2 separate regions of the Ovis aries genome follow, and region 1 is linked to region 2. Evidence: chromatin contacts called from public Hi-C data. All regions are on one chromosome and are shown on one strand. Each heading gives the region's core, a stretch centred on a gene start, on an enhancer-like site or on the middle of the called end of the contact. The rest is flanking DNA. Distances are from core to core; before and after follow the strand shown. Region 1 has its middle 9.9 kb from the start of VCPIP1. Region 2 overlaps VXN (vexin).

Region 1 (7,367 bases), core at 428-2,927, 130 kb before region 2:
ATCTGCTTGCAATGCAGGAGACCTGAGTTCAATCTTTGAATTGGGAAGATCCCCTGGAGAAGAAAATGGCAACCCACTTCAGTATTCTTGCTTGGAGAATTCCATGGACAGAGGAACTTGGAGGGCCCCAGTTCATGGGGTTGCCAAGAGAACATGACCGAGCGACTAACACACACACAAGGAAGGAAAAAGTGGGAGGGAGGGAAATTTATCTTAAATGGCTCAGGGGGAAAAAAAACCAAAACTGCCTATCTAACAGAAAGACAAGGATAAGCAAATACATTAACACTTGGGAAACTGTGAAGGGTGCATGGGAATTCTTTGTAATATTCTTCTGGCTTTTCTAAAAGTCTGAAATTAAGTTAAAAAAATTTTTTAAAGTTATAGCAAGTATGGCAATGTCAGTTTATGGGTAAAGGAGTTTCACATGATATCTTTCTTGCATGAATTTATAATTAAAAGATAAAAAGAAAACATTTAAACTGGGCATAGCAAATTGTTTATAAGAGGAACCCCTCATGTCAAAAGAGACACTGATAGGCCAGGGCAGGCTGTCATCTACCCACAGAAGGCTACCTTTGAGTCAATGAAACATGGCGCTCTCAGGGGCTCAGTGAGTCTAGAGCCCAGAGCTTGATTCCCATTCCCCTTTGGAGTTGGTGGCTCCATGCAGGAAACCATTTAGCTGACGCTTAGGCCCTGACTCCACATCCCATTTATCTCCAGTTGGCAGTTTCTCTATGATAGGATAAACACTTATTAAATATTTAAACACACCTAGGGGAGTCCTCTGGTGGTCCAACGGTTAAGAAAGTGAAAGATTCAGTCACTCAGTTGTGTCTGACTCTTTGCCACCCCATGGATTGTAAAAGCCATGGCACACCAGGCTCCTCTGCCCATGGGGGATTCTCCAGGCAAGAATACTGGAGTGGGTTGCCATTCTCTTCTCCAGGGGATCTTCCTGACCCAGGGATTGAACCCAGGTTTTCCACACGGCAGGCAGATTCTTTATCATCTGAGCCACCAGGGAAGCCCCAAGGCAGGGGATGCGGCTTAGATCCCTGGAGAAGTAAGATCCTACATGCTGCAGGGCCACTAAGCCCATGGGCCACCACTAAGACCCTGCATGCCCCAACTAAGTTCTGATAAATATTAATAAATAAGTATTTTTAAAAAACCCACACCTAAAATCTATCTACCCATGATTTAGTTTCTGCTCATGTATGCCAACATTGTTCAGCTGGTATTTATAGGACGCTTCTGTAAACAAAGCACTGTACTTTATATAGTAGAAAAGTGTAAAAATAAACACAAGACTTGGCAGATGCTCGCCCCCCAAACCACAATCTGAGAGCGGAAGGAAAGGTCTGAGTGTCTATGTGTGCCAGGGGCTACAGGGTCCACTTTCATTTTTGCTGGCTCATTGCATGTTCATACCCAGTTCTGTGAAGCAGACTTCATTATTCCTGTTTTACAGATGAGGTTGCCCAGAGAAGTTATTAACTAGCCCCAAGTTGCACAACTACTAAGTGTCAAAGCCAGGAGTTCACCTCAGGTCTGTCTGATTCCAAAGTCCATGCATGCTCTTTCCACACTGCCATGTTTATAGAAGTCACAAAAACATAAATACTGTAAAATTTCATTTACTCCACACTCTTGGGCATGAGTCATGCTGGACAGATGAGTAAGTGAAAGTACCTCCTCTAGGACAAAGGGCATTGCTCCAGACCTTCCTGGTTAGAGCAGAGAATGCTCCAGGAATCTCTGGGGAAGAGGCTTTTTCTTCCTGTCCTCTTTGTCCTCTTGGGCTTCAGTGGGCATTTAAAGCCCAGCACATGGTGTGTGCACGCATGCTAAGTCATTTCAGTCGTGTCCGACTTTGTGACCCCATGGACTGTAGCCTACCAGGCTCCTCTCTCTATGGGATTCTCCAGGCAAGAATACTGGAATGGGTTGCCATTCCTGTCTCCAGGGGTCTTCCTGACCCAGGGATGGAACATGAGTCTCTACATCTCCTGCATTGGCAGGCGGTTTCTTTACCACTACTGCCACCTGGGAAGCCCCCTAACACAAGGTAGCTTAGTGGTAGTCTGCCTGCAATGCAGGAGAAGCAGGAGGCTGAGGTTAGATCCCTGAGTCAGGAAGATCCCCCTGGAGGAGGAAATGGCAACTCATTCCAGTATTCTTGCCTGGAGAATCCCAAGGACAGAAGAACCTGGTGGGCTACAATCCACGGGGTCACAAAGAGCTGGAGTGGCTGAAGTGACTTCACATACATCCACAAAGGTCGATTCACTGGGGGAAGGGGAATGGGGGTGGAATGAAGGGGACAATACTAAGGATAAGTAACTTCCAAAGTTAGGAAGAAGGAGTTGCATATAGGAGGGTGTGGTCTTTTGTTTGTTTGTTAAGGTCAGTTATACTGCATTGAAACAGTAACTTATAAGTAAGAAGTGAGTATTCTCCCCCATCATTAGGACACTGATTAAGAATGAGAGTTAACAGCAGACAGAGATTGAATTCCAGCAACACTACTTTACTAGCTGCTCGAACTTCTGTGTTTTCTCATCTGTAAATGGGAATGCTAATACCTATCATCTAAGGATATTGTTAGGCTTAAGTGAGACAATATGATTAAGGTGCTTGGTACAGGGCCATATGTATCACCAGTAAGCAATAAAATTCTTTTATTTTTACATCACTGTAATGGCTGAAGAGTATCCTGTCTCAAGGCTGTCCCAGGATTCATTCAACCAGCCCCACATTGTTAAACATTTGGACCATTTTCAATATATCCGTAATATAAACAACAGCAAAAATTTCCTATACATTATGGTAATTTCTTTAGGATTAAATTCTGTAAGTGATGTGGTAGGGAAAAGAATGTCAACCCTGTAAACTTGTGACACACATTATCACATTATCGATCAATATATGGTTTTACCAAGTTAGTCTTCTCTATGTTGAAGGTATCTAGTCAACTCTTGCCAATAGTAAATATTATTTTAAAAAGAAATATGCTAATGTTGTAGCCCCCCAAATCATACTGTTATTTTACTCATCTATTAGATGTTTCAATCTCTTCCTTTGTTATATTATAAAGCTCTTGGGTTCTAAATTAATTAAAGTATGAAATTGGCAGTAAAATAGAAAAAAAAATGAAATGGGTAGAAATTTTAGTGGAGCATATTACAGACATAGTGTTTTAAAGTCATTTATGGGGGATGAATTACTCCAATGACGTTCAAAATACTCCCTGGAGCCTCCCAGATAGCGAGGGTGGGAACAGGTATAGGGAGTGTTGTCGGTTGGAATAACTCTCATCCTTCCTCATTTCATCCACATTTAACTATTTTACATATTGAACTTATTGCTAAGTAGATCTGAAGGATTCTGGACCTGAAAACAAAACCAAAAACACACTTAATGCAAGGTTTGGGGACAACTGGTATTCTGTAATATAAAGAGATAAATAAAATAAGGTGAATCTTTTGCCCACATCTTATACAAAACCACATATTAACTAGAGTATAACATTAAATGGAAAAAGCCTCCATATCCTAGCAGAAAATATGGGCAAGCAGTTTACTCTTTTTCAAGCACCCAGATAAAGGTAGACCATAATGAGAGGCAAACTTTGTCTGTCTTGGTTTTTCCTAAAGAGTGTGCCTCTGACACAGATTCAAAATGGTTTTGCAGCCAAAGAAGTGTAGAAACGCTCCATGTCAATAATAGGGTCCAGGTGGCATAGGCCATTACTTCTTTCACCATCCCCAAATCACCCTTGAAATATACACTCTAAAGAAAACAAACCAAAAAAAGTAAATAAATAAAACTGTGCAAAGAGTAAGTGTAACTTAGGATCTTGGGCTACCAGCAGACTCTGGTCACTAAGCCCTTCCTCTCCCTAGGCATTCGGAGCTGTCAGCACTGCTCTCTGGAAAGAGTAACGTTGTCATCAGCTTAGAAAGGCTCTGAGAAGTTCTTCAGCAGAAAAAAGAAGACTTAGTTTACTCAACCTTTCCTCAACGTATCTGACTGTAGAATCCTTCCCTGGACAATACCTATTAATAGCCATAGAATTTGGGGAGCACACCTTAGCAAATGCCAGGCTATTTGAAAATAAATGTTCATATGGGAAAATGCTGGCTGAGGTGTCCTTGTCAGGGATATGCTATCCACTTAATCACTCTCTCCACGTTGAGATTTGCTGACATCTAGTGCTGATGCTTTAATTTAGAACACGCATGTAATTTCTTCAGTATACTGCTACTCACTGGCATAAAAGCCCCCTCCTGCAGACTGCCTTGGATTTAACTTCTTGCCCATCACCATTATGATGCATTTATATCTTGGAATATTATAAATTTACATACATGATTCACAGGGCTAAAAATGTGTATTGGCTTATACTTTGGCTCTTCCCTTGCCTTTTAAAATAGGTCTTATGAAACTATATATACGAAAACTGCGTCAAGTACTTCTTGCTCTAACTTTTCGTTCATGAACGGCACGACTGTGTTTAGGGCATAGAGCTAGAAGGTTCAGAGAGAGGTCTGACCATTCTAGAAAAACTCAAAATTGTTCCCGGAATGAAGATACACGTTTTTCTTTTAGTACATTCTTGAACTTTCTTTTACTCTTCAGGTCCTAAATTGAGGGAAAAGAAAAAGAAAGAAGAGGAAACTGTAATATAACCACAGTGATGAGCATTCTCCTGCCCCAAGGACGATGGTTACTCGGTCCATCCATTTAAAATTAATGTCCATGAAAACTGTAAAATGTTCGGTTTGTGAGTATAAGACTCAACTTATGATCCATATTATGTGTCTCTATATGTTTAACAATGGCAGTGCAAATGATACCTGTTTGCACAAAATATTAATAACTTCCAAGATTTTTGCTGCTAGTGCAAGATAATCAGATTTCATATTTTCATAAGAATTCTGGAGCTACAAAATCCTGGAATGTCAATTTTAATTGAGTATCACTTAATAACTCTGTAAAGCAGTCTTATTCACTATAAGATAGGGTTAGTATTTTTGAGTGTTTGTAATCTGGATTAAATAGTATTTAATCTAATTATTAGGGTTTCCCAGTTGGTGCAGTGGCAAAGAATCTGTCAATGTAGGACCACAAGGGTTAGATCCCTGGGTCAGAAAGAGCCCCTGGAGAAAGAAATGGCAACCCACTCCAGTATTCTTGCCTGGGAAATCCCATGGATAGAGGAGCCTGGAGCGCTACAGTCCACGGGATCACACAGAGTTGGGCACAATTAAGAGACTACACAACATAATTTAATTATTGCTGGGAACCAAAGAGCAAGTTCTGTGTGTGTAACTAGTTCACTCACAGCTAAAGTTGTTGTGAATATAAGCACGTTTGTGTGTTTTGTGCAATTTCTGCTTCTAACTGGAATGTGGCACTGACAGTTAACATGCTGGTTCTTTTGTTGAGGTTTCTCAGTGACATGCGATGACTCAACTTTCAAAATTACGTGAACTCTGTATTCACACACTTTGTCAGGATGTCCTTCGGTGTTCATCGGATCCGAACAAAACCCTAAGTCAGTGTGAACTCAGCACTCGAAATTTCATGTTTTGAGGTGCTCATCTAGAAAAATCATAATATTACTTAGATTTGTATCAAAATGATAACACTGGTTTTTTAAATTTTGTAGAGAATTTGTGGGTTTTCTATGAACATACACTTGGATCTCAGGCTGAGAAAGTGCCATGGATGATAACCATTCATTCATTCAACAGGATTTATTGAGGCTACTGTGTGCCTGGTACTGGGAATCCAACAATCAACAAACTGCCGGCCCTTATGAACAGCCTTACAGTCTGATGGGGAAGGAGGACAATAGACAAGTAATTATATAATTTCAGATAGGGCTTCGTGCTGTAAAGAAAGTGCAAGGGATAATGGAATGGACAGTGACAAGGACAGAAGTGCTGTTGAAGAGAGGTGGCACGAATGGCATCTTTTTGGAGCTGACATTTGAGCAGATACCTAAATGAATATTGTCTGGGAAGGTTTAGAAGAAGAGCAAATGCAAAAGCCTTGAGACAGGAATGCACTTGGAGTGTTAGTTTGAGGACCATTAAGATGGCCGGTTGGGCTTCCCGGGTGGCTGAGTGGTGAATAATCTGCCTGCCAACACAGGAGACACAGGTTTGATCCCTGGGTTGGGAAGATCCCCTGGAGAAGGAAATGGCAACCCACTCCAGTATTTTTGCCTGGGAAATCCCATGGATAGAGGAGCCTGGCAGGTTACAGTCCATGGGGTCACAAATGAGTCAGACACGACTTAGTGAATAAACAACAACAAAAATGGCTGGTGTGGCTGAATCACAAGCCAGGGAAATGACGTCAGAGAAGTAGCCGGGGTCAGATCACACAAGGTCTTATTATGTCGCAGTAATGACTTTGGGGGCTGTTGGGGAAAGAACTGGGACTGCAGAAAGCATGCTTGAGATAGACAAGAGGTAGAACTCCTGTCTCAGAAAATCTTTTTTTTTCCCCGTTCTAAAAATCAACTTTATTGAGGTATAATTTACATACAACAAAATGTCCCCATGTCAAGGGCACAATCAGATGAGTTTTGGCAAATGTACATATCCATGCCACCATTACCATAATTAAGATGAAAACTATTTACAGTATCCCCCAAAGTTCCCTTGTTCTCTTTTGCAGTCAGGGCTCATTCTCTGACCCCCACCAGAGCCAGGAACTCACTGGCCTTGGGGGACTCATTATTTTTAGTGTGGGCTTTAAGGACCTAGATCTGGGCTGCCCAATATGGCAGCCACTATCCGAATGTGGGGACTTTAATGTAAATCAAATTAAATGAACAATTCATCACCTCAGTTGCACTAGCCTTGTTTCAAGTACCTAATAGCCACATGTGGCTAGTGGCTGCCATATTGGACAGGACAGGTAGGGACTTTTCCATTACTGCAGACAGTTCTATTGGGCAATACTGAGTTGAAACACTGGTGGAATGTGACCTTCACCACACAGAGGCAGGCCAAGCAGCCTGTAAGCTGAGTAAGCCATACATTTCGCATAACCCAGCTGTATGTTACTGTGTTTATTACCTTTATTATAAGTAGTCAATAAACCCATGTTTGGCCTAGGGTGCTTAAGGGGAATGGTATGGTTGTGCTATGATAATGGTAACAGTAACAATGGAGTTGCTCACTACACAGAAATCCTTCCTCCATTACTAAGTTTAAGGGATGTCCTATTTTTATTAAGGGGAATGATTTCCCTTATAACTTCTAAGGCACAATCTTAAGTAAAATCAAACCTCAAAATCATAGTCTTACTAAGTCTATGTCTGTGTGTGTGTGTGTTTTGGA
Region 2 (7,083 bases), core at 3,365-5,864:
TTCAGAAAAGATTAGCATTCAAAATTTTAAATCATGTTTTTCTATAGAAAAATCACATGTAAAAGAATAGAGAATTCATGCAATCATGCCAAATGATCATCAAAACTGATCTTGACGATACCCTCAAGATATTAGATATTAGAACTACTAAGTAAATACATAAAGTGCTTTGTCACTAAAAATCATACCTCATCAAGATGAAATAAATACAGTAACAGGAACAGTGAGAACCAGTGTGTTTACAAGTGCCTCAAATATCAAACTCTTCCATTTATACCAGAAATTAGAACAACTCCCAAGAAAGACTGAGGAATTGTCTGCTTGATTCCTTGGAGGTCTTTAAAATGGGTTGGGAAAGTGGGTTTGATTTTGGTGCCATTTTACTTAAACATAGGGATATAAACTTGATGACCTCCCAAAGTCACTTTGACACCAACGGCTTTATCAATTCGAAGAAGGGAACAGTTTCCTTTTGCCTTCGAGGGAGGTTTCTGTCCCATGTCCTCAGCCGGGATGATGAGTTAGTATTGGAGGGTGATGGCACGTGGGCCAGCTACTAGCAGAGGTGAGTATGTGGCTCAGTTCCAATCCGGAAGTTTCCTCCCCTTGTGCAGTGAACTGGGGCCAGTGCAGGGGTGGGTGTCATCTTTAGTCAGCCTCGAAGGCGCTGTTGGTAGCTCCCACATACTCAGACTTCTTCTTGTGCCTGGTCCACATTTTCCGGAGGATGCTGGGCATACCGCAGGGAGCACTTCCTGTTAGCGGGAGGGAGGCTTCTGCTCCCTGGGGGAGGGTTGGAAATTCTTCAGTCATCTTCTTGAGGTGTCTGGATCTACAGAAAAGCCGAGGTGGGCAGGGAGAGTGGTCATTCTGCTGAGCCTGTTAACTGTTGCCCCCCGACAAGTGTAGCTGAAGCCCCTGATCCTCCTGGGCCCTTATGACCTGTGACCACGTGGAAGGTCACTGTGGGCCTCACGCAGAAATGACACCCCTCACCCTACCCCAGGGGGTCCTTGCATGTAGAAGGGAAGGAGGTGGACCTGGGTCCACCGGCGCATGGATCTTAAGTTCTGCTCTTGTTCCAAACTCTACTCTCCCACCCCTGCCCCACCCCTCAACCTGAACGATTTTGCTGGAAAGGTCAGACGTTACCAAGCGTCAGCTCTTGAAAGTGAATCAGCCCTGGGGCTGAATCTGGCTACCACTTACTCTATGACCTCAGTGACTTGACCTCGGCCACCCTCAGTTTCCTCACGTGTAGAATGGAGATAATTTTATCTAACTCTTGGGGGTTTTGTGAGGAGGGAAATAAGACTATATAAAGCATCCGGCACATTGTTGACCTCAATAAACATTCATTTTCCTCCTCACTTGCTCTCCTTTAGTGAAAGAAGTGGCCTTTGTTTTCTTTTCTATAGCCAGGGTCCAGGGAAAAAATGACATGAGAATATCTACACTCAGGGACAAAGGGGCCATTTAGAAGAATGCTTTGCAGTAGAGGCAAATGGCTCATTTCTTGAGGGGGTCCATGTTTGCTGTTTGCTGCATCCATCAGCAGCAGCCTTACCTGCTCAGAACAACTTGCTACCAGAACTTAATGCAATTGAAACTATACTTTGGGGACTTCTCTGGTGGTCCAGTGGCTAAGACCCTGTGCTTCCAATGCAGCGGCTGTGGGTTCTATCCCTGGTTGGGGAACCAAACTCCCACATGCCTTGAGGTGTGGCAAAAAAAGAGAAAGAAATCATACTTTTCTCTCATCACCTCTCAATATGTCGATTAATTGGTTTTTATTGTTTGTTCTAGACTGCATTCTTTCATCTAAAAGGGCTTCACACTGGCCTGGTCCTCCTTTAACTCCCTCAGCTTTTAAGGTGTGCACCCCTTGGGCTGATATGATAGCCCATGGTCCCTCATCTATGAGCATGTCACATGTGCCCAGGCATGTGTCGTTCCCATTCGCGTTCCTGAAAAATGATGCAATCGTTGGTGCAAGGTCTCCACACATTATCTCATCCAGTTCTCACAATAACCCCTCGAGAGGTTATAATCATCCCCATTTTTTGGTTTTGTTTTTAAAGAAATGAGGACACAGAGGTCTGAATAACTTGTCTGAAGTCACAGCAAGTCAGCAGCAGTGCCAGCCACACAGGCAGAACTGAGTCAAGAGCCCACACTCTTTGTCATCCCTGAAGCCACTTTCCTGCTCCCTCCAAGTCTGGAGGATTGTAGTGGGGGTGTGGCTATCTTCTTAGTGTTCCGTTGAAGGCAGTGGGGTGGTCCTTGGGGGTGTGGGTATTGCTCCGGCTATTCTAGCTGCTGGTTCATGAGCAGAGTTGATAGTAATGTTGTTGTTGTAGTTTTGTCACTCAATCTTGTTCACTCTCGCAGCCCCATGGACTACAGCCCGCCAGGCTCCTCTGTCCATGGGCCTGCCCAGGCAAGAATACTGGAGTAGGTTGCCACTTCCTTCTCCAGGGGATCTTTCTAATTCAGATATCGAATCCTTGTCTCCTGCATTGGCCAGCAGATTCTTTACCACTCAGTCACCAGGGAAACCTTAATAGTAACATGCAGGTCATAAATTTGGTTGAAACCTTTGTATCTTATGTACTTACCTGGGCAGGGGCCCTGAACCTAATGTGTGAGGCATTTCAGGAGCCTCTGCGTATGGCCTGTGATTGTGTATGTGTGTGTGTGTGTGTGTTAGTCGCTCAGTTGTGTTGGACTCTTTGAGACCCCATGGACTGTGGCCCACCAGGATTCTCTGTCCATGGGATTCTCCAGGCAAAAATACTGGCATGGGTTGCCAGTTCCTTCTCCATGCCCTGTGATTAATTTACTTAATTGACCAAAATTCCTCCCAAATGACACTTCTCCAGGTCTAAAGAGTGGCGGTAATAAAGTAGAAACCATCAAAAACACTTGAGCTTAATCCTAGTGAAATAGTCAACGAAGTGCTACAGAGACCCGGGATTATAGCCCTCATTAGAAGGTCGTTTATGGCTGGCAGGGATTTTGTTATAGCATCTCTCCGGGATTGGTCAGCCAGGCCACCTGTTACTCTTCTGCACAGGATGGGAGCAGGTGGGGAACCCCTGGGAGCTTGCTGGAGGCACAGCACTTACCCTCTGGTCAGCACAGCTACATTCTCCGAGCCCGGGGCTGCCGCCTCCAGGACCGTGGGGGCTTTCACGGAGATCCGGGCCACTGGAGGCATCTGGGTTGTGAGAAGGGAGAGTGAGGTTGTTGCCCTGTCCCCAGTTCCCGCACTGGCTGGAGCCATTGGCAAGGGCATTGATTGGCTAAGCTGCTGAACTGGCATCAACCTAGGGCAATGGACCTCACTCCGCCGTGGGCCCTAGGCTTCCCTAGGGGGGCATTCAATGCAGCACTGGACCCACCCTCGCTTCTGACTCAGTAGGTCTGATGTTGGCCTGAGAAGCTGCCTTTCTAACAAGTTCTCAACTGCTGCTGGTCCCCAGACCCCACTTTGGTAACCACTCACCTAGAGAAACGTGAAAGTGAGCAACTTATTCCAGCCTGAGGCCTCTGTCCCCCTAATTCCCCCATGATCTGTGTCCACTTTGTTGTCAAATCCTGCAGGTTCTCACTTGGAAATGTGGCCAAGAGCAGTGACATTCTCCTCCACTGAGCCTCAGGGCCAGTCACCCGGGACAGGATCTCCTTGTTTCCCACCAGACCTGCCCCACACCCCAGGCCTCTCCCAGATTCGCAGGGTCTCCCCACTGAGGGTGGACTGAGTCAGCTCTGTCCCCTGCTTCATGCATGTGTGCTTAGTAGCTCTTTCATGTCTGACTCTTTTGTCATCCCATGGACTGCAACCTGCCAGGCTCCTCTGTACATGGGATTTTTCAAGCAAAAATACTGGAGTGGGTTGCCATTTCCTTCTGCAGGGGATCTTCCTGACTGAGGGATGGAACCCGAGTCTCCTGCATTGCAGGCAGATTTTTTTATCTGCTGCTCTTTAAGGCTCCTCAAAACAGGACTCCCCCTTATCTGCTTCTGTTCCCCCTACATGTCCCAGAGGGGCTGGTCCTGCCTTTTCTAATGCTCACCCACAAATCTGCATCCTCACCCAACCTTTCCTTCACTCTCTGGATTGAGCCTCATCTCTGCCTGCCCTTCAAGGCCACTTCCTCCAAGAAGTCTTCCCTTAGGGTGGTGCCCAAGTTGACTTATCTGCGTCGCTTGTCCTCACAGCACTGAATCCCTGTGTGTCATGTTTTGGCAACCCACCAATTCCGTGTCTTTACGCTTCTGTTTCCTCTGCTTGTGCAGTCTCCCCAGGAATGGATTGGCCTGGATCAGGGTCTGGGACTTAACCCTTTGCTGGCTCTCCTCTTAAAGGAGGTGGTGAGTGCTCAAGAAACATGTACTGAGTTGAGAAGGAACTGGGGGCCTGAGCAGGGCCAGGTCCAGAGTTTGTTCAGTCAGTGGATCTCCCCTTTGCTCCTCCACCCCAAGCCCCAGGGAAGGCTTAAGGTCACTACATTCCTGGAATTGCTGGAAAATTCCAGGTCAAGGACACCAGGATCCACCTTCCCCTGCTCTCCGGCCTGGCCCAGGGTTGTGGGCAGAGCCACTGTGCCACCTTGTGGCCTCTTGGGAGCTGTCCCTCTGGTTGTGCCAGTGGCCAGAAAATCACTTCTTTCCTCTCTGTCCTCCATCCTGTTTCCTCCAGCGCATATTAGAGTCCAATCAGATTTGACTGTGTGGGCTCTGAATTGCTCTCCCCACCCTGGGATAATGGGCCTCTGAAGAGCTGCAGGACCCTAGCCCCAAAGTCTCAGGCCCAGAGGAAAGGGTCAGTCATGCTGCCGCTTTGCCCTCTTGCTGCCCCTCTGTTGTGGTTACATCTCCATCACCACCCTGTCCCATCCCCTCTCTCTCTGACTTCCCGACTGCAGCTACCTCTCCAAGGGTGGGGGCAAGATAATCCAACGTGATGGACTGCCCTCTTCCCCTTAGCCAGGGCTCGCTGAGGGCAGTGGTTCAAGCTGTCAAGCCTGACAACCTTCACTTTGTGGCAACAGCCAAACCACCCTGGGTTGCCCCTGGGTACCGGGTTGAGGCAGGGAGCTCTTGATTGTCCCATCGCTGCCCTTTGGGCAATTTTCCTAATACAGGGATGACCCAAATGAAATAATTGAATTAGATTTCCTGTCCATACCAGGAGCAAAGCACTCACATCTCTGCCCAGTCTGTTCCATAAAGACGAGCAGATGGCTGAGACATTCTCTCCAGTCTGTTCTAGTTCTCATGATGCATGAGTCTTGAGATCTGATGCCCACAGAGTCCAGAACGCCCAAGCTGACCTCTCCTTCAGCCACCACTTCACCCTTTCTCTGCTGACCCTGAGGGTACCCACGTTCCTGCCCGGAAGATGATGAGGGAGATGTGTTTTCACGGGGTGACACTGAGCTAGACCCAGACACGCACTATGTGATCCCCCTTCAGGAAAGGACAAACCATCCAACTAGGGGTGGGTGCGCCGCAGGTGGCTTTTGGCTTCTTCAGGTGTCCTTGGCCGCCACGAGCCACCTCGCCCAAGGTCACCCTCTCCTGGGCAGCCTGCATACCATGACAGAGCCAGGGGAAAATATAAAACCTTGGTCAATTGGAGTCATCTCGGGCAACCCCAGTGGATGACACTTGCCTCAGTGCTCCCGGGGGAGGCGGTTGAGGGTTCCCTCTGAGATGATGGTGTTTTGTGCTTTCACTGAACTCGAGACCTTTGCATCTCTTTACCCCTATAGCTGCCTCTGGCAATTGGCCAGGCACCTCCACCCAGCGGGGACATACCACAGAAACTGCCTCCCCCGCCCTGTGTGAGATGTCTGCTAGGTAATACCTTCTGTTTGCCTAAGAGCTGAATATCTGGCAAGAAAGAGGGCAGCAGCCAGTGGTGTACCGCTAGTTGACAGGCTTTAGGAACAAAGAACCCTCAGCTGCAATTTTCTAATGATCCCCAGGCCTGGAACAAAGGACACTTGTTCTCCCTTCATGGCACAGATAGGGCGAGATGTTTAAAGCCTGGAAGATACAGCTAACCAGGCTAGATTACTTACCAAAGCTTTGCCATATGTTCGATTCCCACACAGATTTGCTGATTTGGGTTCTGACGTCCCCACTGCAAAGTTGAACGGAGGGGATGTTACTCGGTGGTGCTCTTCTGGTTCTGCATGAATTATATTGTTAGCGAATCAAATCACAAATGTAGGAATTTCTAAGGGCCTTTTTACTGAGTGGCAAACTAGGGTCAGGATTGGGGCGACTGTCGAGCGGGTCATCTGCATTAAATGAGACAATGTTTATGTGTCTTACACTCAGCACATCGCCCGACACAGTAAATATTCAAAAATATTTACTGGCACTCTTCAGGGGGCTAGAACTAAGATTTAACAAGATCACATGTGTGAAGGTGTTCAGTACAGGGTCTGCCTGTAGTAGGTCCCCAGAGGACCCCAGTGCCTTTAGCTCCTCCTTCCTTCCTAAGGAGTCATATCACATGACATTATCAGGAGTTAACTCTTTACAGCTGGGAGAAACATTTAACCTGCGCTCTTGAATGCACCTCTGTGAAAATGAGCCTTCCTCATAACGTGGGAGGTTTGGAGGTTATCAGTGTCCTGAGACACTGGCCTGAGATGTATAAGTGGGAGCCTTCTTTCTGTGCCTTCATTTCTGAGGCCCATGCTTCTGGGAATCCAGGTGTTGAGCTGAGTAGCTAGTGATGGGCGCGAGGGAAGCTGGCCTTTGATGGAGTCCCTCCTGGGGCAGATGTTCCTGGCAGAGCCCCATCCTATCAGACTATAGCATAGAGAACACGCCCATGACCCCAAGGAAAACATCTCAATGCCAATGAAATGTAGTCATAGGCTACCAAGATCAGACCACGATGTGTCATGCTCTGGCATAAGTGATGACAGTAGCGTGTATTTTTCAGTATTTACTGAGTCAGGTGCTGTGCTGAGTGTAGGACACATGAACATCATCTCATTTAATCCTCACTACAATCCTCACTCCTCCTCCAATGTGCTATGCTCAGTCATGTCTAAC

What was found. A called contact is a pair of places that touch in the nucleus more often than the background predicts.
Region 1: a contact with region 2 is called in a Hi-C map of liver, with 7 times the contacts expected there. The contact joins two enhancer-like sites. A contact is called at or near these places in 3 of 16 Hi-C or Micro-C datasets (hypothalamus, liver and mixed tissues).

Annotation. Positions count from the first base shown.
Region 1 is chr9:43,863,876-43,871,242 of ARS-UI_Ramb_v3.0, reverse strand. No RefSeq gene overlaps it. Among named protein-coding and RNA genes, the nearest start is that of VCPIP1, 9.9 kb to the right of the region's middle. Within about 2 kb of position 1,677, at least 11 of the 54 cell types and tissues checked have an H3K27ac peak or open chromatin away from gene starts, as enhancers often do. A contact at or near this core is called in liver, where this site is marked.
Region 2 is chr9:43,732,667-43,739,749 of ARS-UI_Ramb_v3.0, reverse strand. It overlaps VXN (vexin), which reads right to left. Exons shown (of 7, transcript XM_042254265.2): 4 at 6,093-6,154; 5 at 5,213-5,396; 6 at 3,129-3,220; 7 at 1-832. The coding sequence ends at 806. Among named protein-coding and RNA genes, the nearest start is that of VXN, 21 kb to the right of the region's middle. Within about 2 kb of position 4,614, at least 15 of the 54 cell types and tissues checked have an H3K27ac peak or open chromatin away from gene starts, as enhancers often do. A contact at or near this core is called in liver, where this site is marked.